Linked DNA regions of Rattus norvegicus: region 2 is linked to region 1. Evidence: chromatin contacts called from public Hi-C data. All regions are on one chromosome and are shown on one strand. The core of a region is the stretch at or near the end of the contact, and the rest is flanking DNA. Distances in the headings are between cores, read along the strand shown.

Region 1 (7,013 bases), core at 82-2,581:
TGCTTTCTCACATTTGGACCTGCACCTGAACTCCTCTTTTTGCTGAGAATGTTCTGGTTGCACATCTGTCTGTCCTTTCCCAGCCAATCTTAGGTTTAACCCTAGTCATTTGCATCTGAGGCTGTGTTTGGTGTGTTTGTGAGTGCTTCCTTTGTCTTGCTGACTGTTCTATACGCTTATATATTTGTTCATGTCCCTATTAGGCTGCAAATGTTTGCAAAGATGTGAAACTTGTTTGCTTTGTTCAGAGTGCTGTCGGATAAAACCTAACACAAAATATGCTCATTGGATATGGAACCTGATGGTGGCTAGTAATAGTCATGCAGTGTCACTCTCTGGATTGTGGGTAGCAGAGTTTGACTAGAAATTCAATATTGCTGAAAGACTTGGGTTTCTCTGTGTGTGCACAAAGGGTCTCCCCCTGAATATGTAGCTGGGCTGCTGTCTAGCAAGCTCTGGATCCTATCTCCGCTATCTCCACGGTTCTGGGGTCATAAGTGGAGGATTAGACACACTGGCTTAGGCGCATAGGTGATGTTGGGAACAAACTACCAGGAGCCCCAAATGGGTTGAAGTAGAGAAAAAATGCAAATAAGACAGAGGATAAAAAATGCGATAATGAGATTCCCATAAAAATAGGAAAGAAGAGACAAAAAGGAAATGGAGGGAAATTGTACTTAGATCAGAATCTGAAAAGGTTTAGGTACCTAACCATGAGCAGCAAGGGATAAGCGACTCCAAAAACTGGTCTCAGAGTCAGCAGAACTGCCTTAGGTTCCGTATTGTGTTTAGGAGGGTTTTGGGATGGTGTTAGTATAGTTGTTGATGTCACTGTCATTTTTACTGTGACAGGGCCCTTAAACTGCTATGCAGCCAAAGATGGCCTTGAACTCCTCATCCACCTACCTCTACCTCCTGTGTGCTGAAATCAGAGGCTAATCCCACCACATCCAGTTCATGCTGTGCTGAGAGCCAAACTCAGGATGCTTTCACACTTAGCAAGCATTCTACCAACGGAGCTATAGCCCCAGACTGTTTGCTGTTTCTAAAACATCTTTGTTGATCGCATGCAATACAAGTAACCTTTTGACTATGTACAATTTAATGTAGTTTGTTACTATTATATTCAGAGAATTGTATAGTTGGGCCTATCAATTTAAGATTGTGTTTTTCATTGCCCCAAAAGGAAACCCAGTATCTTCTAGCTGTCATCCCCCACGTCCATCCTCTCCAGCTATTATAGAAAACCACTAATCTACTTTCCATCTCCATGGATGACTCGTCCATTCTGGGCATTTTATACAAATGGAGTCATACAGAATGTGGTCTCTAGTGACTCACATATTTCTTTTAGTATAATGTTTCCAAGTTTCATTCAAGTTGTAACATCTGACAAGTATGCCATTCCTTTCGATTTCTAAATATTACTCACCTGTACAGTCCCACATTTAATTCATTAAGCAGGAGGAGGGCACCATCATCTCTCATGGGAGCTACCGCCTACCCTTGTCCTATTGATAGTCTTGGAGCCCATCATACCATATGACTGTACCCGCAGAACTTCTCCTTACTCATGTTATTAATCCAAACACACAGCCTAGTAAGGGACTCTTTGTAGTTCATGCCCAGTACATATCCAAGTTCCATTCTACCGTATTTCTGGAAGTTCCTCAAATATATCTTGTTCACATGTGCCTTCATAATAATTTCCCCCAGGAGAACCATGAGACCAGAGTCATCTTTGTCAGTTTTTCTCATTAATATGTCCCAAGCACCTAGAAGAATGTGTAGAATGAAGTAGTTGCTCAGTAAATACCAAGCCTGTAAATGTTTTCATTTAAGTGTGCAGTCTCAAAGGTTTTTCAAGTGATTCTCTCTCCACTACTAAGGTTTTTAGGTAACTCCCTCACCTTGAGTGTGGCCTGGACTAATGACTTGTTTTCTTATTTAGTTTTGACTATTTCTAACTGGAATGTTCTTGAAACTCATTATGTAGCTGTATAGATAACCTCAAACTCTTGATCCTCCCACTTGCACCTCCTTAATTCTATAGTCCAATCATCACTACACCTACTTGTCCCACCTCCACATCTATTGAACTTCATTATGCAGTTTGAGTTAGCCAGTATATAGTAGACAGACAGACAGATACATAGATACATGGATAATAGATAGATCATTGATAGATGATAGATAGATAGATACATACATACATAAATGCATAGATAGATACATAAATACATAGATAGATACATAAATACATAGATAGATACATAAATACATAGATAGATATATAAATACATAAATAGATACATAAATACATAGATAGATACATAGAAAGGTCCCAGATTGACCTCAAACTTAGGATCTTCTTGCCTTAGCCCGAGGGTTGGGATTATATGTATATACCTACCATTATAGCCAGATTTTAATAACTTATCTCTAACTGACTAAATCTTAGCTACAGGATGTTACATTTAAGACATTAAATATCATCTTGTGCTCCCTCAATTGCTCAGGCTAGGATAATCATGCTGCTGTCTTGTGTGGAGGCCTGCCTGCATGGCTCAGTGAAGAACTAAGGCTCTAACTCCAGCACCCCATGAGATGTTAAGGGCCTCAGTCCTACAGCCTGTAAAAGGATGCAGCCTGCCCTCTGTCACAGTTGTAAACACACGAGTTGATCTCCCAGTCTCTGGTTGAATCTTGAGATGAGACTGAGCCCTGAATGTCAACCTGACTACATTCTCATGAGTGACGTGATGGCAGAAACATCTGCTAAGCTACGGGGATTCTCGACCCACAGAACCTGTAAGAAAATGCTTACTCTAAGCTGTACAGAAGTAAACAACTAACAGATTTAGGTGTAAGAGTGGAGTGTTTACCTGACAAAAGTCTAGAATGTGGGATTGACCTTAGAACAAGGCAAAAAAGTTTAAGCAATACTAAGAAGTGTTTAAATCACACTTAGGGCTAATGAACACAAATGAACAAAGTGCTTGTCACACAAGCATGAGAGCCTGAGTTCAGATCACTGGTACTCATATAAATAACCAGGCTTTGTAGTGCATGCCTGTCACCCTAGCACTGGAAGACAGTCTAGCCAATCAGTGAGCTCCAGGTACAGGGAGAGACCTTGTCTCAAAAAACAATTATCACATGCATGCATACATACATAAATGCATGCAAACATGTATTCAAAGACACCTAAACAAATAAAAAACTCCTTGAAGAGTACAGAATTTTGGACTTTAAGAACATAGGAATCAAAGAAAACCTTACTGGAAGCTGAGAGATGGTTCAGCAGAAATCTCAGCAACACTCTCTGCTGTAGTTATGTAGGAAGTAGAGTAGAGCCAGCAAACTGCAATGTCTCCTTAAGAATCTTCCCAGGCAAAGCATTAAGAATCCATCCTGCTTCTTCCTACTGCTTACAATAAAATGTGAGAGGAGAGGGCCAAACTGGGGAATGGGCCATCAAAAAAATGGAGCTAGGGCTTAATGATTCCGAAAGCTTTCATCTCCCTAGATTGTAAACAAACCTGAAAGGTAGAAAAAATTTATAAGCAAAGATCAAACCCAGGACAGTGCCTAGAAAACATGGTCTGTAGATAGAGCAGGGATGTGGGCAAGCCACAGCCACAGCCCCGCCTGGTAGCCTAGTGGACAGCAGGATCCCAACTGGTGGCTCCCAGATTCCTGGCTGAATTAGTCAGAGCTCTGTAAAGTACCAGAACTAATGCAATGAATATATATATATGTGTGTGTGTGTGTGTGTGTGTGTGTGTGTGTGTGTGTGTGTGTGTGTGTGTGTGTGTGTGTGTGTATATGAATATATATAAGTATATATGAATATATATTATGGAATATGTTAGAATGACTTACAGGCTGCAATCCAACTAACCCAACAATGACCAGCTGTGAGTGGAAAGTCCAAAAATCTAGTAGTTGCTCAGTCCCAAAATGCTGGGTGTTTCGGCTGGCCTTCTGTATAGGCTGGAATTCTGAAGAAGTAGGCTCCAGTGGATGTGCTGGTAATGAGAGTCCAAGCAGGCAAAGAACAAATGAGCCCTTCCTTCTTCCAATGTCTTTATATAGGTATCCAGCAGAAGGTAGGGTTCAGAATAAAGGTGTGCCTCAAGGTCTGGATTAAATGCATATGCCAAGCAAAAGCATGTGTCATCCCACCTCAAGATTTGGATCTTCTAGCCTCAAAGTCCAGATCACAGGCTTGTCCTCCATTTCTGGATTGTACTTCATTCCAGATATAGTTTAGTTGACAAGCAAGAAAGACCATCACACTGACCAATAGGATTATGTGATGAGGGGAGCTAAGTTCAATGTTCAGTGCTAAGTATGGGGGGTGGTGATTCATTACACAGCAATGGCACACATATATAAAGCTTCTACACAAATGGACACTACAGGGAGAGGAGCGTTTTAAACCAAAGCCTGAGCTAATATGAGCAAAAGTCAACCTTCCTCTCCCTGATACATACTAAGTACTTGGATTGTGTATTAGTGGCATGGAAGAGAGAGAAAGAGAGAGAGAGAGAGAGAGAGAGAGAGAGAGAGAGAGAGAGAGAGAGAGAGAGAGAGAGAGAGAGAGGACGGACTTGTATGGCATCTGGTGGCTGAACTTATGGGATAGTTCTTCCTAGAGGATTATGTAGGAACTTTTCCTAGCTAGTCAGCACCAAAAAAGGCAAGACACTACTCATTTCTTGACCTCAGCCTTTAGTATTCTAGGTGAGTTAGGATGCTAGGTTCCTCCTATGACTGGACCATGGCTTTGAAATTGCCCTTTCTTCCAATCCCCTATACCAGCAGCAAACTTAGTGATTCAGCTTAGGCTCCATGCCAGAAATAAGGATAGATGAAATTGTGAGTTGGAGGAAAAGTTCTTTTCACTGATCTCTTCACTTCTATATGAAGGTCCTGGTATAGACACCCAACAGCAAGCCCTAACACAGATAGGTGAAAGGAGGGAGGGGCACATGGGGATCCTGGCTTCAGAAAAACCATAAGAGATGATCTCACTTAACTTACTCCTCCGAATTTCCACATCCTCCGACACTGGCATTAATACCCCTCCATGCTAATCTGGGTCCACTTCAACTTCTCTTTCTTGAATCCATACAGTTCTTACTAACACAGCAGAAGTTCCCTTCACTGCTTCTCCTTCTTCACCAGAGAGCAAGTACTGCAAACCACATTGGAAGCACCTCACATGTCCAGAGACTCAGCCTACATTTTCTAAGAAATGACAAAAAAAAAAAAACAACCATGTATACTAGATATTAGTGGAGGACAGCCATAGTACAGGACCAAGCAGAAGCAGTGATGCTGTGTTTCATAAGAAAGACAACGCAATCCACAATGCACCTCCTTTGTCCTTTCATCACTTCATCTTGACCCTCCAAGCTAGGGCCTCCATGCTCTAGTAAGAACACACTAGAATACATGCTGCAGCTCAGAGAGGTAACAGCTGAGCTTCTCACTAGGCCTGAGCAAGGAGGGGACCAACATTCACAAGAACTTCAAGGCCAGTCTCTAACCCTGCTTCAGAAAGGAGTCAAGCAGGGGCTGGATGTCTAAAACAGACAGAGTCAATAGAAATAAACAATCAGGAAGTGAAGCTAATGGTGGACAGAGAGCGTGAAGAAATGAAGGCTTGTTTCCCTGTTTCTCATCCAAACTATTTCTAGAGAACAACCTTTGGTGTCATGCTGAACTCTAGTCCCATTGACATGACTTGACACTATAAACAAGGGTCGGGATGCTCCCTTATTGATTTGTCCCATGCCTCAATAACATTTTCTATCTAAAGTCCCTACCAGAGCCAAAGGCTCATAGCAACCTACTAAAGTGTACTGCTATTATTGGCTGTTGTTGCCTGGTCTTTGTGAGCCTATCACAGTGGAGAAAATTACAATAATCATCCTTGATGGGGTGGTGTTTGTCATTTCCCATCCTGTCACGTGTTCAGCCATCTGAAGATGGTTTTATTGTGAGTATTGATGTCCCTTTTGAAATGAGAACAGAAGGGGGAAAGAAGTGCAAACAAGGGATGTGTGAGGAAAGGAATGGGAGGGAAATTTACACTGATCTATACATACTCGGAAGAGGGAAGGGGCAGGTGTTGTACGAACTTTTGTGGGGGAGATCAATAAGCATCTGTATTTCCCAGGTAGAACACCAATAACATAAAAAACAAAACCAAAAGTAAACAAAAGCAAACAATACCAACAATAACAATACCACTCAATTCTAGCTTGATGAAACAGTTAATTAGAATTACTTACCAGAGAGAGTGAAGAGTTGACAATGTACACTATTAAAGAGAAGAATCTCTTGGAGACTCCAGCAACTATTAAGGATGTACACATTCCTCTGTATGGGGGAGTTCCTGTGAGACCCAGGTCCCCTTCATGATGGAAAGTTAACAAGTTCAGTCTTGTTCAAACATCTCATTTGAGTAATTATAGATGTTGACATTTCAAGAGGGCAATGTCCAAGCTGTGCCTGGAGGACAGACAGCATTCCACAGCATCAGAGAAAATAAATCACAGCCCCAAAGAATGCAGACCAGATATGCTTATATCTTCCTTCAAATTCTAGGAAAAATGAGCAAAACACCCAGGAGGGACTCTGACAGAGGGAGGATACTGGAATCAGAAGCGCCTTGAGCATCTGTTTCCCTAGACCTCAGTTTCCTCTGCTTCAAAGTGGGTTTAGTATGGACACCTACAAAGTGGTAATAGGCTGAAGCTCAGGTTAGTTGGTAGGAATGAAAAGGCTTCTAAATATAAATGAATCCATTCTTACTACTATTATTACTATTATAAAGAACTATCTAGAAAGCTTTTCTCCAATCTTCCTTACCATCTTGAAAAATATCTCAAACCACACCCTATCCTTTCTGCAGTAGTTAACACTTTCTCCCTAAGAGCTGTTATCTAGGCTGCCTCTTTAGGTCATGGGTCCAAGCTCAAGGACCAGGGCCATACCTT
Region 2 (6,644 bases), core at 1,653-4,152, 160 kb before region 1:
TAACTCTCCTTTCCAAAAACATAAGAAATGCCACTAAGATTTACTTGATTCTGCTTCTGTGTGTCCACACACTTGATAGAAGCCAAAGTCCGTCATCTCAGCAAGTCCATCAAAGGAACATGAGACATGGAAATGTAGCCTCCCGCTTAGGGAAAAGGGTAGTTAGATAATAGCATGGGGGTGGGATTGGTGGGCACACAATATGGTCAGCCATATGGATTAAATGGGGGAAACATAATGCCCTGCTGCCCAAAGCACTCTTGGTAGTTGTTTAAAGATAGATTCAAAATGCCATTGTATTCAATGACTCAGTAAGCGCCCCTACTTCCCAGTCTCATCATCTGGGCACCACCGAGAAAAGTTTCATCATGATGTGTAGACTGTGCCTTATGTGAAAGGAAATGGAGAGCTTGCAGGTATGGGACAATGGAACACTAGCTTCTCTGATCTAGAGGGTCTTAGGTCAGAGTTTCTGCCTCACAGTATGGTACACTAAAGTTACAAAAGGGATTCATGGCCAAAGGCATTGTGCCTTGAAAAACTATCCCTACATGCTCCTGGCTGCTATCCCAACTTAAAGACCAGTATTTGAACACAATGGGGCTCCTCACGGCTTCCTTCTGTGAAGCTCAGCCTCAGATATCTCATACAGACCCTCCCCTCTGGTGCTGGAAGACCCTTTTGAGGGCATTCCCTCTAAATAGTCTCCATGCATCCAAACATCCCCTTTCAAAGAAAGATGCTCGCCTCTCCCAAGCAGCTCAGGTACCTTTGAACATCTGTAACTGCTCTTTGTTTCATTGGCCAAGAATTCTGTCTATTCCTAATACCACAGCCTCTGTCCTAGGTCCTGGATACAGAGAAGAGTCAGACATGGTTTGCCCCTTGGGAAGACTCAGCACAGCGAAGATGACAAAGAAACACTGTGTGGACAGTATGTATGGTTTTGTGTTTCAACAACTCCTTTTTTGTGTTGAGTTGAAGATTTTCTTATATAGTTCCTTAGGTTTCTGTTGCTGTGATAAAACAAAAACAACTTTAAAGTAAAGTGTTTCTTTTAGCTACAAGTTTCACATTACAGTATATCACTACGGCAAGCCAGGGCAAGGATTCAAACAGGGCGGCAATAGAAACAGGAGCTGGTGCAGAGGTCATGCTTAACTGGCTTGCCCCTCATGGCTTTGCTCAGCATGTCTTTGTACTGCATCCAGGACCAGCAGCCCTGAGATGACACTACCCACAGTGGGTTTGGTCCTCCCAAATCAATCACTAGAACAATGCCCTACAGGCTTTCCTGCTGACCAAGCTTATGAAGCCATTTTTTTTTTTCTGCTGAGGTTCTCTCCTCCCAAATGATTCTCGTCTGTGCCAAGTTGACAAAAACAAATAAACAAGCAAGCCAACACACATAGTTTTAATCTGTTTGTTGTGGGGGGCATGTCTGTAGGCCAAGAACTAAATCTTTCTTCTATGTAGCATCCCACCCAATATTTGAATTTACTGATAATTCGTCCCTACGTACGAGGTCTGTGAGTCTGATTTCTCCCCAAAGATTGGCTTTATCTGTGGTAGATAATCAGGGGTTTTGGGAGCCAGACGTTTTGGGGTATGAATCCCCCAAGCCACAATATACTGTGCTATTGGAATCTGATCTCTCATAGGGTCTATTTCCAGATCTGCAAACAGAGACTGCAAGTGTCACTTGTCCTGTGATGGTAGAGATGGCATGAGCTTTACACTACCATAAGCCTCTCACAGACAAATTCGGTGTGGTTCTTCTAGCCTCTGTACCCTCAGTTCACCAGCAAATGTTTTTTGTTTTTTGTTTTCACCTTCAGTAACCTTTTTTTTTTCCTAAAAGATGTGTTATTTTCCACTTAACCACCAGGTGGCAGTGTCTTAGACCCCTGGGGTTTCTTTCCTGCAGTAAAAATGATAATGGAAAAACACCACTATGTTAAAGCACAGCTAGAAAGTGACAACCGGCTTCCAAAGCTCAAACATAATAAAATTCACTCATAAAACAGAGGCTCCCGGGGGTATTTTGTTTGCTTTACAGCTGGGTACAGCATGACAAAGTGACAGCAGCCTGGTGATTCCTGAGCAGAGGGTACAGCAAGGAAGGAAGGAATGGTTGATGAAGAAAACCAAAATCAATGGGAGGAGTCGGGAAGTAGCTACAAGGGAGTTGAACATTAAATTCAAATATTTTCCATTTAAAAGCCACTGCCTATAGAAACGAAGAAAGTAAGAATCTGAAATCGAATCCCACATGTTCAGGAATGACCAACCCTAAAGCAGCAGTTCTCAAGCTGTGGGTTGCAACCCCTTTGGGAGTCAGACAACCACAGACGTCGCCTAAGACCATCAGAAAACACAGATATTTACATTATGATTCATAACAGTAACAAAATTACAGTGATGAGGTAGCATTGAAATGATTTTATGGTCTTTATGGTCGGGGGCAGGAGTGTGACCAAAACTGAGGAACTGTATTAAAGGGCCGTAGCATTAGGAAGGTTGAGAACCACTATATTAAACAAAGGCCAGTACACAAGACTCTAATATGTGGAGTTCAAGCTGTGATTTTGCCATTTGTTCCCTGTTTAATTGAGTTGAAAATTACATACTATGTGTCTTTCATGGTGTCTGGCCCAGGCATGCTAACATCTACACTAATGTTCAAAAAGCTTCAGCCATCAAATCCTCCGAGACATCATGGAAGCATGAGAGAGGACTGTGAAAGCTTCGCCGAGACAAAGGGAGAGAATGGTTCATTTGTGCCAAGGGGGAGTGGTCTGCACTGTTGATTGGATAGTGACCGGCCAGGGGAGTGGCCTGCACTGGTGATTGAATAGTGATGGGTATAGGAGAGGGACAGAGAGAGCAAGCAGTCCAGATGGAGGGAGAAAATACCAGAGGAATGAGTAATCCTATGAGAATAACAACTTGGATTCAGAAGACAGGGAAGAAAGTGACCGGCAAGGGGCCAGGAAACTAAAGCCCCCGTTTGCCAAGACAGCTTGAGGGAAAGACTTCAAAAGACTTAGCTGGAGAGATCAGTAAGGGTTGATCTGTGCGAGTACAAGGGAGGGGACAGGCTCACCTAAGCAGCCATCTTGGTGATAAGGGTAGGAAGGAGGTGCAGGAGTAAGAGACCCTCAGGAGAGCACTGAGTTCCCTCACTCAGATGAGGGAAAGAAAGATGAGGACAATGAATGAGATTCAAGAGCAAGCCAAGTGTCTAGTCTGGAATGTAAAGGAAGTGAACTGCAAAGAGCAGGGAGACAAACCTAAGTTATTTTTTTCTTCAATAATTTATTTTTTATTCACTTTACATTCCCCCCTCCTTCCTTTCTTCCCAGTCCCACCTTCACAAATCCCTCCTCCACTGTCCCCTCCCCTTCTCCTCAAAGAACAGGGAGCCTCCCTTGGGTACCACCCCACCCTGGGCCATCCAGTCCCAGCAGGACTAAACGCCTCCTCTCCCACTGAGACCCAACCAAGCAGTCCAGTTAGGGGAAGGTGATCCAAAAGGAGGTAACAGAGTCATAAATAGCCCCTGCACTATTTATTAAGGGGCCCACATGAAGACCAAGCTGGACATATGCTACACATATGCAAAGGGTCTAGGTCCAGCCACTGCATGCTCTTTGGTTAGTGGCCCAATCTCTGTAAGCTCCCCTGAGTCCAGGTTCATTGACACTGTAGGCCTTTGTGTGGTGTCTTTGACCCCTCCTGCCAGTTCAATTCTGTTCCCCACTCTTCCACAACATTCTCAGAGGCCCCTCCTGATCTTTGGCTGTATTTCTCTGCATCTGTTTTCATCCACTGCTGGGATGAAGCTTCTCAAGAGACAGTTATGCCAGGCTCCTGTCTACAAGTATAGCAGAGCATCATTAATAGTGTCTGGGCTTGGCTATCACATGCACTGGGTCTCAAGCTGGTTGGCTCTTCCCCTCAGTCTCTACTGCATTTTTATCCCTGCACAGCTTATAGACAAATTGATGTCCCCATCCCGCCTTTGGAAGTTCTTCCTCTATACAGGAGGTTGAGAAGGTAAAAACTGTTGAGAGAGTTGTCAGAGCACTATGGGCTTGACCAGGATAAAGAGGTGGGTTGTATGACAACATAAAGGCATGTGAAGGACCCGAGATTAACTTGGTGATAGAGCATACATATGGCCCTATGCCCAAACCGCAGAGTAAACCAGTGAGACTCACCGAGAGAGGGAGAGGGAGGCAGGAGATATGAAAGGAGAGGAGAAGAGAAGAGCAAATGAGAGGGAAAGGAAGCAGAGAAAGAGAATATATATTTAATCCCTTGTTCTAGGTCTACTCTCTTGGAATTCCCCATATTAAGCTCAAGGCTATAGTCCACAATCTATGGTAACAATATGATTCATGGTGGGTGATATGATTCATGGTGGGGGACATACCACCACCTTGAAGACTGGGGTTTCAAGTCATGAAATTTGGTCTTTGAGGAACATTTGATCAATACCATTATAATGACGATGATGTTGGTAATAATTACAGCATCGTTGAGTCCTGTGAGAACTTCTGGGAAATAACACAGCCTGAAAGTCCTGGAAACTTCCTAACAGGTAGAGAAATGCAATGCCCATAGAAGCTGGAAGTCTGTTCAGGCAGGAACACGAATAATACCCAGCACTGTGCTGATAGCATAACTGATGTTGTCTTTTATAAACCTCAAGTAAGCCATCGTTTAAGAATAATTGCTTCTGTTTTGTAGGTGAGAGAGAATCATACGTGTGTGTCAACTGATGAGCCCAATACCTCACAATTATTATTCAAACCAGCTCCTCTGACTTCCAAGCAGATGCTGCCAAAATTGGGTGCACAATGAGGAACAAAGTTAATGCTGAATTTTTTAAATATTTATTTATTTATTTATTATATACAAATACAGTGTAGCTGTCTTTAGACACATCAGAAGAGGACATCAGACCTCATTACAGATGGTTGTGACCACCGTGTGGCTGCTGGGATTTCATCTCAGGACCTCTGGAAGAGCAGTCGGTGCTCTTAACTACTGAGCCATCTCTCCAGCCCTAATGCTGAATTTTTAACAATAGAGGTTTTTTTTTTTCATCTTGTTCGTTTTTCTGGTCTCCATATATCCTGGTATCCTGTGTTCCTATCCCTGCATTTGAGCAGCAGGTAAAACATTCAATGCTTATTGGATGATAAGAAAGATAACCCAGGGGGAAGAAAAACAAACAATGCACTCTGCTTTAAAAGCCTGACCCTCTTACAAAGACAAAAGGGCCTGTGTGGTGTGCAGTGAGCATGGACTGTGTTTCAGGCTCTCTGAGACCACAGGAAGCAGTTTGCCTGGACTGGAATAAGGACACAGAATTTATTAAAATGAGTGTCTTTTGTTTGCCCCAGGATAGCCTATGTGACAGTGAGATTGCCCACAGGTCAAAGCTCAGAATTCTTTGGAAGCAGAGGGGACATCTGTGCATTGGATGCATGTGTCTGTGAGGAAGCCAACCGAGTCCCCAAGTCTCACTGTGTCATCAGGCAGCAGAACGAGTCTGGAAATGGCTGTTCCTTTACAGCAGAATGAGGCCAAAACCAGTCATGTGTTCTCTGTCCCTAGCCAAAGGAGACTGACTCATGATCAGAGGCAGGAGAGGACACGGGCTGAAGCACAGATGGGAACATCACCTCTGGCAATAACAACACAGAATGCCTCTGCTCAGCACCTTAGAGATCAACAAAACGCAGGATCTGAGCTGCATCTCCTGACAAAAATGCCCAAAGGGGCTGAAATCATGCAATCACCTCTCTAGCCAGCAACAGCTTGAAATCAAAACTAGATTCCCCTGGGGAAATAAGCAAAGATCATTGCATTTCTAGCACATCTGAGGACATGGACCTAGACTGGTACCTGCTGCTCAGGCGTCTATAATTGGGGGGTCACCGTTTGGTGTTCCCTGGGGTTTCAGCACAATTCTACACAAGCACCACGGTGCCACATGGATGTCTTCATCAGCTGTTCTTTGAAGCAGATGGATCTACTGTGGGTGAGATCCCATAGGTAGCAACACTTCTGTTTAGTCTGCCAGGTCTTAGAAGTGGGTGTTTCTGCTACCACAGTCATGGTTTGCAATGGAGTCCTCTGCTGGACCATCTAAAGAGAGGCTGTCAGCACTGTGGATGGCTCCCTCAGAAGTAGGTGTTGTAGGGACCATATACCTGGACCATGGCAAATCTCTGCTGTGGCTGGGATTAGGACCTTGGCTGAGTAAGTCAGTCTTAGCTTTGGTTTCCTGTCCTAGAATAGATCTGATCATTTCTTCACTGATTAGTCACAGGCGTGAAGTGAGGAAGACAGGAGAGCCAAGATGGGAAAGGCTCAAAGGTGCAAAGGACCAGAGAGTAGCGTGACACAGTCCCGTTGTCCCCCTTTAGATCCTTCACACCTCTGCCTGCCATAAATTTCAAGGCTGCACCTTCCTTATTGGACCATGCATGCCTTCCCTAGAAGATCTCTCCAGTCTGCAAATTTCTTATATAAACCCGAGAAAACCTTCCCATAATATATATTGCCCCACAGGACTGACCCTATGTCCCTTTCTCCAACAGGGTAACCTGTCACACTTTCCCCCTGGA

What was found. Hi-C and Micro-C count contacts between places; a contact is called where the count stands out from the background.
Region 2: a Hi-C map of the A7r5 cell line shows a contact between it and region 1, with 2.4 times the contacts expected there. The contact joins two enhancer-like sites. A contact is called at or near these places in 2 of 12 Hi-C or Micro-C datasets (the A7r5 cell line and the Rat2 cell line).

What each region holds. Positions count from the first base shown.
Region 1 is chr7:98,081,224-98,088,236 of GRCr8, reverse strand. No RefSeq gene overlaps it. Among named protein-coding and RNA genes, the nearest start is that of Asap1, 100 kb to the right of the region's middle. Within about 2 kb of position 1,331, at least 7 of the 93 cell types and tissues checked have an H3K27ac peak or open chromatin away from gene starts, as enhancers often do. A contact at or near this core is called in the A7r5 cell line, where this site is marked.
Region 2 is chr7:98,242,364-98,249,007 of GRCr8, reverse strand. No RefSeq gene overlaps it. Among named protein-coding and RNA genes, the nearest start is that of Asap1, 260 kb to the right of the region's middle. Within about 2 kb of position 2,902, at least 12 of the 93 cell types and tissues checked have an H3K27ac peak or open chromatin away from gene starts, as enhancers often do. A contact at or near this core is called in the A7r5 cell line, where this site is marked.